Linked DNA regions of Mus musculus: all the other regions are linked to region 2. Evidence: chromatin contacts called from public ChIA-PET and Micro-C data. All regions are on one chromosome and are shown on one strand. The core of a region is the stretch at or near the end of the contact, and the rest is flanking DNA. Distances in the headings are between cores, read along the strand shown. Region 1 has its middle 91 kb from the start of Nfkbiz. Region 2 holds the start of Nfkbiz (nuclear factor of kappa light polypeptide gene enhancer in B cells inhibitor, zeta). Region 3 has its middle 68 kb from the start of Nfkbiz.

Region 1 (3,459 bases), core at 680-3,179, 91 kb before region 2:
ACAAGGTGCTATGCAGGCTGTTGTAAGAAAAAAGAGAAAATCTATGCTCCTATCCAGCTGTGAACCCTATGGCCCATGGGACCAATCTGCCAATTAAGATGTGCTCATAGGTAGAGTAGATAGTGGACCTATTGTTATCCACCTTCCCTCTGATTGGATCTGAGACCCACTCCACAGGAGTGACTACATTCTTGGTGCTGGAAACCTTGTCAAAAGGCACATCAGTAGAGATTATAGGCCCTAGAAGGGTACTGTTGTTTAGATGAGTTGATGTAGTATCAAACTGACTTATAAATAGTAATGTTTCTACTCATAAAAGATATGCTTAACTTTAATCAAAGAAGTCTTTCTTTCCAGTGAACAATGGTGAATATAGAGTCACGGCTGCACACAGTGATAAGAAAAAGTAAAAGATGAAGGTTTAGACCTAAATAAGACATTTGTACTATCCCATCGAAGGTTCATAGAACATTGCAGAAGAGGGGCCTGAGAAACTACAAGAACAAGAAGATGGGCAAGAGGCATGTGAAATGTCACTGTCTGGGAAAGACATCGCTGTCAAAATCACAAAGTATAGTAGCTACAAACACTCACACTGGGTCTGCATAAGAATGGGTCCCTCAAAGTCAGGCATGGAGGGGCTCAGCAATCCCTACCCATCACTGCTGAACTATTTGCCATGGATACACTCAGGAAGAAATGGCAGCATGGCCTTCCTTTGTGTGCTCACTGAGGATCCTACCAGGAGCCAATGGATCGCACCAATGCAATGTTCACAGATGGCCCTGGTTAAGCTAAATGAATCACAAAACTAAGGCAGAAATTATTAATCTGGGAAAGGGATTGGTACGAAGAAGGGGTGGGGACAGAATGAAGGGGTGGGATGAGAAAAGGCAGGGTAGGGATAGGCAGAAGGGAGATGCAAGTTGATAGTTATGGGAAGGTAATTAAGAGGAGTAATTAGAACACATTAAATACAATGTATGAAATTGTCCAATAACAAAATTAATCCATTTTAATAGCCTACCAATACTATTATTGGGTGGAACTTTACAGCCACAACTATCTTTTCTCGGATGCAAAGCTCAGCAGTGGTTCCCATTTAGCTCTCAACTGTGGCGTGTTGCTGAAACAGTATCCAAGCTAAGCCCTAAGCTTCCCTGGTAAGCTTCCAGCATGAAGCTCAAGGACCAATCTGTACCTGCCTCTCCTTGTTCTGCAAGCATCGTGGTAAAGCATCTCCATGCTAACCTTAGAGACTCATGTCCACGTGAATAAGTGACAAAAAAAAAAAAACAACAAAAGTAATTTTTTTATTCCAATTGCTATTTTTTTCTTTCCGTCACAGCTTGGATTTTATCCACTTAGGGAAGCTACCCCACCCCCACCCCCTGTCTTCCTTGCACAAGCATCCTGAAGCTGCTCATCTGACTTTCTTGCCCAGTCTTAAGCGTACTCTGCTAGAGTGCTGACACTCCGTGCTGGCATCGGCTTCATCTTCGGGACCTTAAGATCTCCCAAATATCACAACAATGCTTAAAAACACCTTTTGTTTTGTTTTGTTTTGTTTTAAATGCTAAAAACACTAGAAGTGAAACCAGTTTCATTTTTGAGGACTGCCATAAAACCCTGACAGAATATTACTGTACCCACAGAAACCTGGCTGGACAAGAGCCTCCAAAGGGAAGTGCAGAAGTGCAAAAAACAGAGGAGAAGGATCTGGGTTCATAAATCACAGAACTGAAAATTTGGAAATACACCCGGGATTGATCATGTCGCTGCTTATGGAAAGTCAAAGTGGAAAGAATCCTTCACCAGGACTTGAGAGGTCTGGAGCTCGTCCAGGCCCTGTTATTACTGCCTGTGCACCTCCCTACGCCTAGTACTGGAAATAGTGATTCATGGTCCCGTCAAGCTCTTTCCACATAAGCACATCTGGACTCACTGTCATTAGCCCCGTTCTCGTTAGGAGGATTGAAACACAAACACTACACCATCTCATACCAGAGCCCTGCAGCAACTCGCTGCCTCAGCTGGGGTGGAACAGAAGCAGGAGGCTTTCCTGTCAGAAGGCTGGCCTACAGAAGTGGCCTAGATGAACAAGTAAACACAGAAAGAATCAGAGCTCTCCTGGTCTCCACCATGAATAGATCCCCACACTTGGGAGAAAAAAAGGGCAGGTCATCAGCACAACCGCTGAGCTCCCTGCAAACAGTTTTCATCAATGTCCGTGCCGGATAATTGGAGGCAGAAGTTGCTCAAACTCCATCTATGAACAGGGTGTTGTCTGGGTCATCATGTCTGGGTAGCCACTGTGACACCATCAAAAGTCTATAGAAACAAGTCAAGAGCTGAGAACTTGATTACCTCTAGGCTTACACACCCACATCCAAGTGGATTGCTATGAAGCCTTTAAAAACATCTGTAGGTGTAGAGTATATGCATATATTTTAGCATATGAAAGGCTATTCAGCCTCTTAGAAGACAAGGTGAGAAGTTAGTGCTGAATTATAATTCAAACATTAAAAGTCTACAAGAGAAGTTTCATCTAAGTCAATAGGTTTTTGAGTCTTTAATGAAAAACCTGGAAGGCTATTAAGCTATAAACCTATTTTTAATTCTCAACTACGATTTTATTGATATATGATTACCATACTATAAACCCTTTTAAAAGTGTCCACACAATGCATATTTTCAATATAAAGGCACCATTACTCCTACTTAATTTCAGAACATTGTTAGTCACCCAAGTAATGAACCTCTTATTAGCACTGACAGCACAATCTTCAGTAAGCCAGGCACTAAGAACTGCAGGGCCTCCTTTTCCTATGGGATCACCTACTCTGAGTGCTTTAAACAAATGCAGTAATAGGATCTATGACTTTTTGTGCCTAGTTTCTTTCTGTGTTGGTTTTTTGCTCTATAACCTTAGACCACAGGCGCTAATAAGAGAGCTTATCTTAAAGCTATCAGCTTTCTTTTTCAGAAATGTCTTGCAATGCTCTGTAAAATGCTTAAAACTCGGGGCTGGGGAGATGGCTCAGCAGTTCGAAACGCCTCGTGTTCTTGCAGAGGACCTGACTTTAGTTTCTAGAACCTACATGGTGGCACACAAATGCATGTGACTCCAATTTGAAAGGATCTGATGGTCTCTTTCGACATCTGCAGGCTCATGCAGGTCTGCGGTGCACATACATACACTCAAGCACATACCCATTACCATAAAATAAAATGACATTTTGAACGCTTAAAACTCGTGAGCTCTGATGGGCTGTGATCTGACCTAGCCTATAGAATCTCCAGCCCATGAGCTGGAACGTTCTTCAAACTTGAAACTTCTCAGGATGACTACAGTCTACCCTAATTCCAAAATCACCTTTCAATGAAACACAAGAACAGCATAATCCCATGAACTCAAAGCTTTGTGTGCCTGCTCACTGGCCCCAGGGCAACCTTGAG
Region 2 (3,497 bases), core at 267-2,766:
TAACAGCACTCCTCTGGAGTGACAAGAGTTAAAACTTCCATGCCCACGTCATAGGGAGAAGAAAACGCACTTTCAGGAATCTCCCATGGCTTGTGTGGTAAACCAAGAACTAGAAACAATCGATGGGTTCAGCCAGATGTCCACGGGCCTACAAACTTCAGAAAGGGCTGTCAAAGCACGCACACCGCGCTTTTCAGGGAGCTGTGGGCAACACTGTGGCTTAAGGCACAGTGTTTTAAATCAAAAAATAACTTTTTAAAAATAAAAGACAACCAAAGCTTATGAGTAGCCAGTGTTAAGGAACAGCAAGGGGTCATTCTTTAAAATAATTGCGATGAGAAGCTCCAACAACTGAGAAAATTTAGGCGGTGTTTAAATCTACCCACAGCTGCATCCTGTTTCTCCCTCCCCCACCCCCCCAAATTATGCAACTCGGTTCGTGAAGAAAGGAAACCATACAACCCGCAGCTAAAGAAAGGGCTTCGCTAGATGTAACTTTTCCATTCTCAAGCACACAGAGAAAATCAGAATTCTGAGCAGGCCTCTGAACCGCCAACATCGTAAACTAAGCGCAGAACACTAAATCACTTTTCTGAACCAGGCTTTCCTCTACGTCCCGAAAAGTGGGTTTTCTTTGATTCATCCCTACAAATAGATTAGGAATACGGGTGTCTTAAAAATCCAGTTCCCAACGCTTTACCCTCTGCCACTGCTTCTCACTGAAAGAGTTACAAGAAGGAAACTACATCTCTCTCCATCAGCTCCAAAAACCTCATAATAGTGTTATAATTTCTCAGAGGTTCTTGAATTCGGAGGTCGGGGGAGAAGTGAAAAGGGAAAAGGTTATGAGATGGAAGAAAAGAGAATCCGAGGCTCTCAAGTTCTTTTCCAGGAAGCCAGCGCGCTAGCCCTCAGGGTCCCTTGGGCGCTGGACTCCGCAGAGGTCTAGGCAAGGACAACGTGCCAGAATCAGGACAAGGCATCTAATCACTCATGACTATTCGCGTCTGTCCGGCCGCTAAGGAAGTCACAGGGGCCGCTTAACGTCTCGACTATGGGGGGGGGGGGGGGTGGAGGGAAGTCCCTCCCCATCCTCCCAGCGTGTGAACCCCGAATAGAGGGGCAAGGAATCTCGCGGGTGGGTACCTTGAGGGCGCTCGGCGCGGGCGCCACCTCTGGGACGGGACTCCACGGCCCCGCAGGAGGACACGGAGGAAGTGGAGGAGAAATCGGAGGAGTCGGAGCCGGGCGAGCCGGGCGCGGAGGGCACGGCGGACAGGTAGCCGGTGTCGCCGGCGCCGGGGGCGGAAGGAGGCGAGGCGCCGTAGAAGTAAGCCAGGTTGAGCGGGCTGGTCATGAGGCCGCAGTCGCCGGCCGCGTCCAGCAGCCCCTCTCCGCCGCGGCTGTCGTCCAGCAGCTTGTCCACGATCATGCTCCCAGGCTAGGCGCTCGGGGTCCCCAGACACCTGCGCCACCGGATGGCTACGCGGTTGGCTGCGGCAGAGCGACTAGTACGTGCGCGCCCGGAGGGGACCGGGCTATTTAAATGAACTGACCTCCTCCTCCGCGCTCCGCCCGGTGAGGCGGCGCCTGGGCTGCCTCCCGCCCCGCCTCCGGATGTGTCTAGTTTCCAGTAAAATGCCCGGGATGAGGCAATGTGCCCTCCGCCCTCGCCCCGCCCCGCCCGGGCCGACCGGTTGTTTTCCGGCGGCTCACCTGGAAACCCCGGCTAGCACCCGCGCCCCGAACCCCCGTCGGGGCCAGCTCCAAGTTTCCCCGGTTGGCCTTCGCTGGACGCACCGCATCCCCAGGGGCCCGGGGTCCGCGGCAACCGCTGTCTGCGCAGGGGCTGCGATGCCCGGGGGCGAGCGGGAGCCCCGGGCTGCTGCAAGAACAGGTCCGCCCAGTTCGGGGAGTGGGAAGCCAGAGCGGTGCGTGCAGAGTTCAGTCTCCTCCCTTGCCTCCAACATTTAGCCCGCCTCCAAACCTGGAAGCGGTTGCCCGCGGACTTTCTGGCCTGGACTCAATTTCAGAGCTCTTGCAGTTTCTCTAACTTCATATCTGGGCCATAAGCAATCTTTTTTTTTTTTTTAGTACAGTATTAGAATAAACAGCAATGACTACCCTTTCGTATCCTTCAATACTAGAAAAAAGCTTCTAGCAAAATGATGAATACGCATATATGCGTGTATATTCTTTGTATGTTTTATATTATTTTTTACGTATTATGTAACGTTTTATTCTGCACAACTTGACCTAGTCCTGATAAACACAGGGATTTTGATGCCTCTACCTTGAATACTTTTTTCAATGTTTATACTTCCGCCGCAAATCCAACTAGCGAACCGTCAAGGGAAGTTTATTTTTAAGGGAGAGAAAGAATGAATGATTAAGTCTAAATTTTCAAGTAACATCTTAACACGTGGGGATAAGGTATACACACACCGATGAAAAGAAACTGACTATGATTAAACATCGTGAGAGGTACAAAGTTCAGTGAACAGCCTAAAAAGAGACTTTCTTGTGGAGAGGGGGAGAAGGGGGAAGTCTTCGCAAAGAATGAGATGAGCCCTAAAGGATGGCCCTAAAGCGTTTGCAGGAAAATCATCTGCCAAGAATTAAGGCCAGGAGTCAGGGAAGAATCCGCAGTGCCTTTTAGGACTGCCAAAGGGAAAATAGCATAAATGTGAAAGGTAACCTGAGCGGAGCACCTACAGGGACCAGCGAAGTTACTAGAACTTTAACGTGAGGGAATCTGAAGCTGGCAGAAATGAAACAGTTTTAGAGAAGATGAGACTGAGGGGAGTCCTAGTGGCCTAAGAAGAAGGAAAAAAAAAGTGACCTAGAAGAAGAGATAGTGGCAAAGAGGTAAGTAGAAATAACTAGATCATTACGTAAGTAAATGGCTCTGCTAGGCAGAATCCACAAATCTAGCATTGCTGACGGGGGTAAGCAGCAGGCAGCCCACAGGTGCTACAGGGCTAGGCAGGTGTGGAGCATGACTAAAAGCACAGCTAAAATTAATATCAATGACGCCTTGCCGTTCGCACAGCTGCTTGTTTTCTGGAAATAAACAAATATGGGGAGGTGAGGGGATTTGATTCCCCTAATTGTTAGCTGTTAGGCTCTTGTTCTGTGCGCAGGCAGCCTTGAGAGAAAAGAACTGTCAAACCACATTCAACACTCCAGAGAGCTACATGGCGGCTGTAGCTTCTAAAACACTACTCCAGCTTCTGAAGATGCAGCCTCAGAGCCACACTTCTCCCCCACCCCCACCCCCACCCAGGAACCCTTCCCACTCCGGCCAGATTGAAGGCCTGTCCCCTGGTGGTAGTCTAGGAGAGACTGCTGCAACTGCTGCAGATGGAACACTGTTGTGATTGGTGTAAATACAGCCCTTCCTTCGCCTGAAGGTCATAGGTGACTAGTACAAACACTTCTTTTCTGGCTTATACTAGAAGCAGACTGCCTGGCCCACGAGGGCCGCTAGCAGACAT
Region 3 (3,293 bases), core at 447-2,946, 68 kb before region 2:
GGTTTTTAAATGTTTTCACATGATGAAATCCTTTGTGTGTACTCATTATGCTGGTTCTGCATTACATAAGAACAGTAAATGCCACATTTAATCAAAACAACATATTATCTGTGGATTAGCAAAAGATTATTTTAAAATAAAATAGAGGACCTGGGAGATACCACAGTGGATAAAGCTCTTGCTGTACAACCATGAGTCTGTGTTCAGATCTCCAGGACCCATATAAAAGTCAGGCATGGCGATTCATGTCCCTATCAGTAGTGCTAGGGAAGATGGACAGGCAGAGAGAAGTGTCCCCCAGAGTGCACTGACGAGTTGAGTCCATCTGAAATGGTGAGTTTAAGGTACAATGAGAGACTCTGTCTCAAAAAATAAGGTGGAGAGTGCTAGAGGAAGATGTCCACCGTTAACCTCTACCCACCCCACAATCACATACACAAAGATACATGCCCACTCCACATTACGTCACACACACACACTAAATCAATCAGATAATAAGATTGAAAACAGCTCTCAGAGACTTATTCCTGATGCTTCCTGCTCCCACTTTTTATTGCTCACATTTATTGGTACTCTGGGTTGAAAGTGTGAGGTGAATGGATGATTTCATTTGATCCTCATAACAGCCTCATGCTGAGGTATGAGTTACCATTATACTTCCCAGCCTGGAAATAAGCAAATCAGGACTGGGTCATGTGACTTCCCTAGGGTCTCAGAGTAAGGGAGGAACCAGCGTTGATCTGGCTTTGAATGAAAAGTTGTCTATCTAAACGCTAAAGGGAACAACTTAGTTGGATTTTGTTCAATACAGGATTTATTTTTGTTCTCTTTCTGGCCTGGTACCTCGCCCTAACAGTCTTGGAAATCGGATATAAAACACCCTGAGAGTTGTCTGGAACATTGCACATATGCAAAAATGTGAAAATAAGTTTGAAATATTAAAATATGTTTCTAAAAGATTGATATTTGGAAATGAGGGTATGGCCTAGTATTAGGGTGTTTGCCTCGAATGTAGAAGGCCTTGGGTGGTTTTGCTCTGTTTTGTTTTCATTCTCCACCACAGCTTTATTTCTGCTCCTCTTCCCTGTTCTCACTGCTCATTGGTCTTGGGGACTATCCAAGTTTGAAGATGTAACTACTATTATGAAATGACAATGGACTATTGAAAATGAAAATGGTCTTCGTAAAACAAGACTATTTTCACGAGAGTGGAGGCACCATAAAGATGAGCGTTCTCACCGGGTGGTGGTGGAGCACTCCTTTAATCCCAGCACTTGGGAGGCAGAAGCAGGTGGATTTCTGAGTTCGAGGCCAGCCTGGTCTACAGAGTGAGTTCCAGGACAGCCAGGGCTTACACAGAGAAACCCTGTCTCGGGAAAACCAAAAAGAAAAAGAAAAAAAAAAAAAAGATGAGCATTCTCTTCTCAGTGCCAACCCAGGAAGAACGTCATCCACACAGAAATGATAGTCAGTGGCTCATTCACAGGCTGCTCTCTGAGTACATTCTGGTTGCTTCACCCGATTCTCAGACAAGGGAGGAGGATAGACAGGTGTGAACTGATGATAAAACAGTGTGATGACACCAAAGCCTATCCTGTAAGGATGCGCGGTAAGACCGAAGCACAGGGTGTAAGGATGGCTGAGCAACAACTTGGTACAATATGTGTATTTCAACCCGACTTCCCAATATGGGCTCATTTCCTTTTTGCATCAACACGAAGCCTCAAGTGAAACCACAGAGTGTATTTCATTTCAGAATGAAACTCATGACACAGCAAAGCGGTGAGTCATCCCGGGTCTGTGAAATTTCAATCCCAGTGGTGTAAAAACCAACTTGGGTCCTTTCCATCATTAAGCCAGTGAATGAATGGCCAGGTGTTTGCATTTTAACCATCGTTCATCTTCGTTGAACTGTCAGGTGCACTGTAACAATCAACTGATCAGGGATAAAAGGGAAAGAGAGTAGGGAAACTGCTCTCCTTACTGGTCTGGACCATGGAAGACAGTAGAGATTGGATCCCAAGTTTTCCACACTGACTAGCCTGGAAGCAGAACCTACTTAACTGCATTGTTACATGAAAACTCCCTAAATAAACTCTTTTTTCCTTGGAATGCAAAGTTAGATAAATAGGTCTGGGAACTCTTACAGTAATGAGTGCATGCGAGTCAGTAACACATTTCAGAATTCATGATGAGGTCACAAAAGTGGCTTCCTATGTTATATAGGTGGCAACGTCATAATTACTTGTCTGTTGCTCATCTTCCTTTTAGAGTGGGGGAAAAAAAGAAGAAGAAGAAGAAGAAGAAGAAGAAGAAGAAGAAGAAGAAGAAGAAGAAGAAGAAGAAGAAGAAAGAAAGCTTCAGTGGTTTCTCAGTAAGTGTGAACCAGAACCATAGCACAGTTCATTGGATGTCCTTACTAAACGGGCACCCTGACACACAAAACTAAGGCCACAAATCCCAAGAGAAAGCCTGAAATCTGGCCCCAGCAGCAAAGAAACACATTTGTCTTTGTATCAACCTTCATCTCGTTTTTGAAAGGCATCCTGGTGTGTCCCAGGGCACACTGAATCAGTGTCAACGTGTGTCTGTTCTCAACTCCAGCCTTCGATACCATAGTTACCTCTTCTCATGGCTGTGAGAACATGTGTTCCCACTCTGGCCTGCCAATGGCAGCGACTTACATAAACAGTGCACAGAGGAGCCAGGAAGTCTAAAACCTTCACAGAGGCTTCAAATGGCATGCAAACTGTGATGAGAAGTTAGAAGACATTTAGTAGACACTGGAAACTCCTGCGGAAGCATCAGCTGTGTGAAAAGGAAGCTTAAGACCTCCTTATTCTCTAATGCCAATACTACACACTGCTTAGATTTCATAACTGAAATTGAGACTTTGGTTCTGTTCAAGTTCAAGGGTCCTTCCTGAATACTTATCATCTAGAAAGCGAGACAGCAGAACCTCTTCTTCTCTCTATCCCTCTAACAACCAACTTTAGAGTAAACTCAGATAAAATTCTAGTCTTCTCTTTCTTCTTTCTTTCCTTCCTTATTTCTTGACTTTCTTCTCTATAGAGTCACATCTTATTCCAAGATGGGGCATGTAAACCCAAAGAATGGTGGGGGGAAATCTCATGCAACTCAAATTACCCTTGAAAGCCCCTGAAGTCTCCCCCTGAGCTCTGTGTCTCCTCTGGATGATCTTATCAACACCTCTAATATGTCTTTAACTTTGTCTGTCTGTCTGTCTGTCTGTCTCTCTCTCTCTCTCTCATTTTTATTTTTTGAAATAAGGT

What was found. A called contact is a pair of places that touch in the nucleus more often than the background predicts. ChIA-PET counts read pairs in DNA pulled down with a chosen protein or histone mark.
Region 1: a Micro-C map of brown adipocytes shows a contact between it and region 2, with 2.8 times the contacts expected there. The contact joins the enhancer-like site here to the promoter of Nfkbiz in region 2. A contact is called at or near these places in 1 of 39 promoter capture datasets (macrophages), 1 of 15 datasets of contacts at CTCF or cohesin (CD8 T cells), 23 of 484 Hi-C or Micro-C datasets (3T3-L1-derived adipocytes, the 63-12 cell line, B cells and 17 more), 12 of 115 datasets of contacts at active chromatin or transcription factors (the 230-238 cell line, CD8 T cells, astrocytes and 7 more) and 4 of 9 other capture datasets (adipose tissue, liver, macrophages and 1 more).
Region 3: a contact with region 2 is called in an RNA polymerase II ChIA-PET map of effector CD8 T cells, with 445 read pairs. The contact joins the enhancer-like site here to the promoter of Nfkbiz in region 2. A contact is called at or near these places in 2 of 39 promoter capture datasets (the C10 cell line and macrophages), 1 of 15 datasets of contacts at CTCF or cohesin (CD8 T cells), 27 of 484 Hi-C or Micro-C datasets (the 63-12 cell line, B cells, CD4 T cells and 22 more), 11 of 115 datasets of contacts at active chromatin or transcription factors (the 230-238 cell line, CD8 T cells, astrocytes and 7 more) and 3 of 9 other capture datasets (adipose tissue, liver and macrophages).

The regions. Positions count from the first base shown.
Region 1 is chr16:55,729,327-55,732,785 of GRCm38.p6, forward strand. No RefSeq gene overlaps it. Among named protein-coding and RNA genes, the nearest start is that of Nfkbiz, 91 kb to the right of the region's middle. Within about 2 kb of position 1,930, at least 70 of the 459 cell types and tissues checked have an H3K27ac peak or open chromatin away from gene starts, as enhancers often do. A contact at or near this core is called in the N1E-115 cell line, the NIH/3T3 cell line, adipose tissue and 9 more, where this site is marked.
Region 2 is chr16:55,820,622-55,824,118 of GRCm38.p6, forward strand. Nfkbiz (nuclear factor of kappa light polypeptide gene enhancer in B cells inhibitor, zeta) reads right to left here and starts at 1,517. Exons shown (of 12, transcript NM_001159394.1): 1 at 1,147-1,517. The coding sequence starts at 1,432.
Region 3 is chr16:55,752,890-55,756,182 of GRCm38.p6, forward strand. No RefSeq gene overlaps it. Among named protein-coding and RNA genes, the nearest start is that of Nfkbiz, 68 kb to the right of the region's middle. Within about 2 kb of position 1,697, at least 143 of the 459 cell types and tissues checked have an H3K27ac peak or open chromatin away from gene starts, as enhancers often do. A contact at or near this core is called in the 230-238 cell line, the 63-12 cell line, B cells and 19 more, where this site is marked.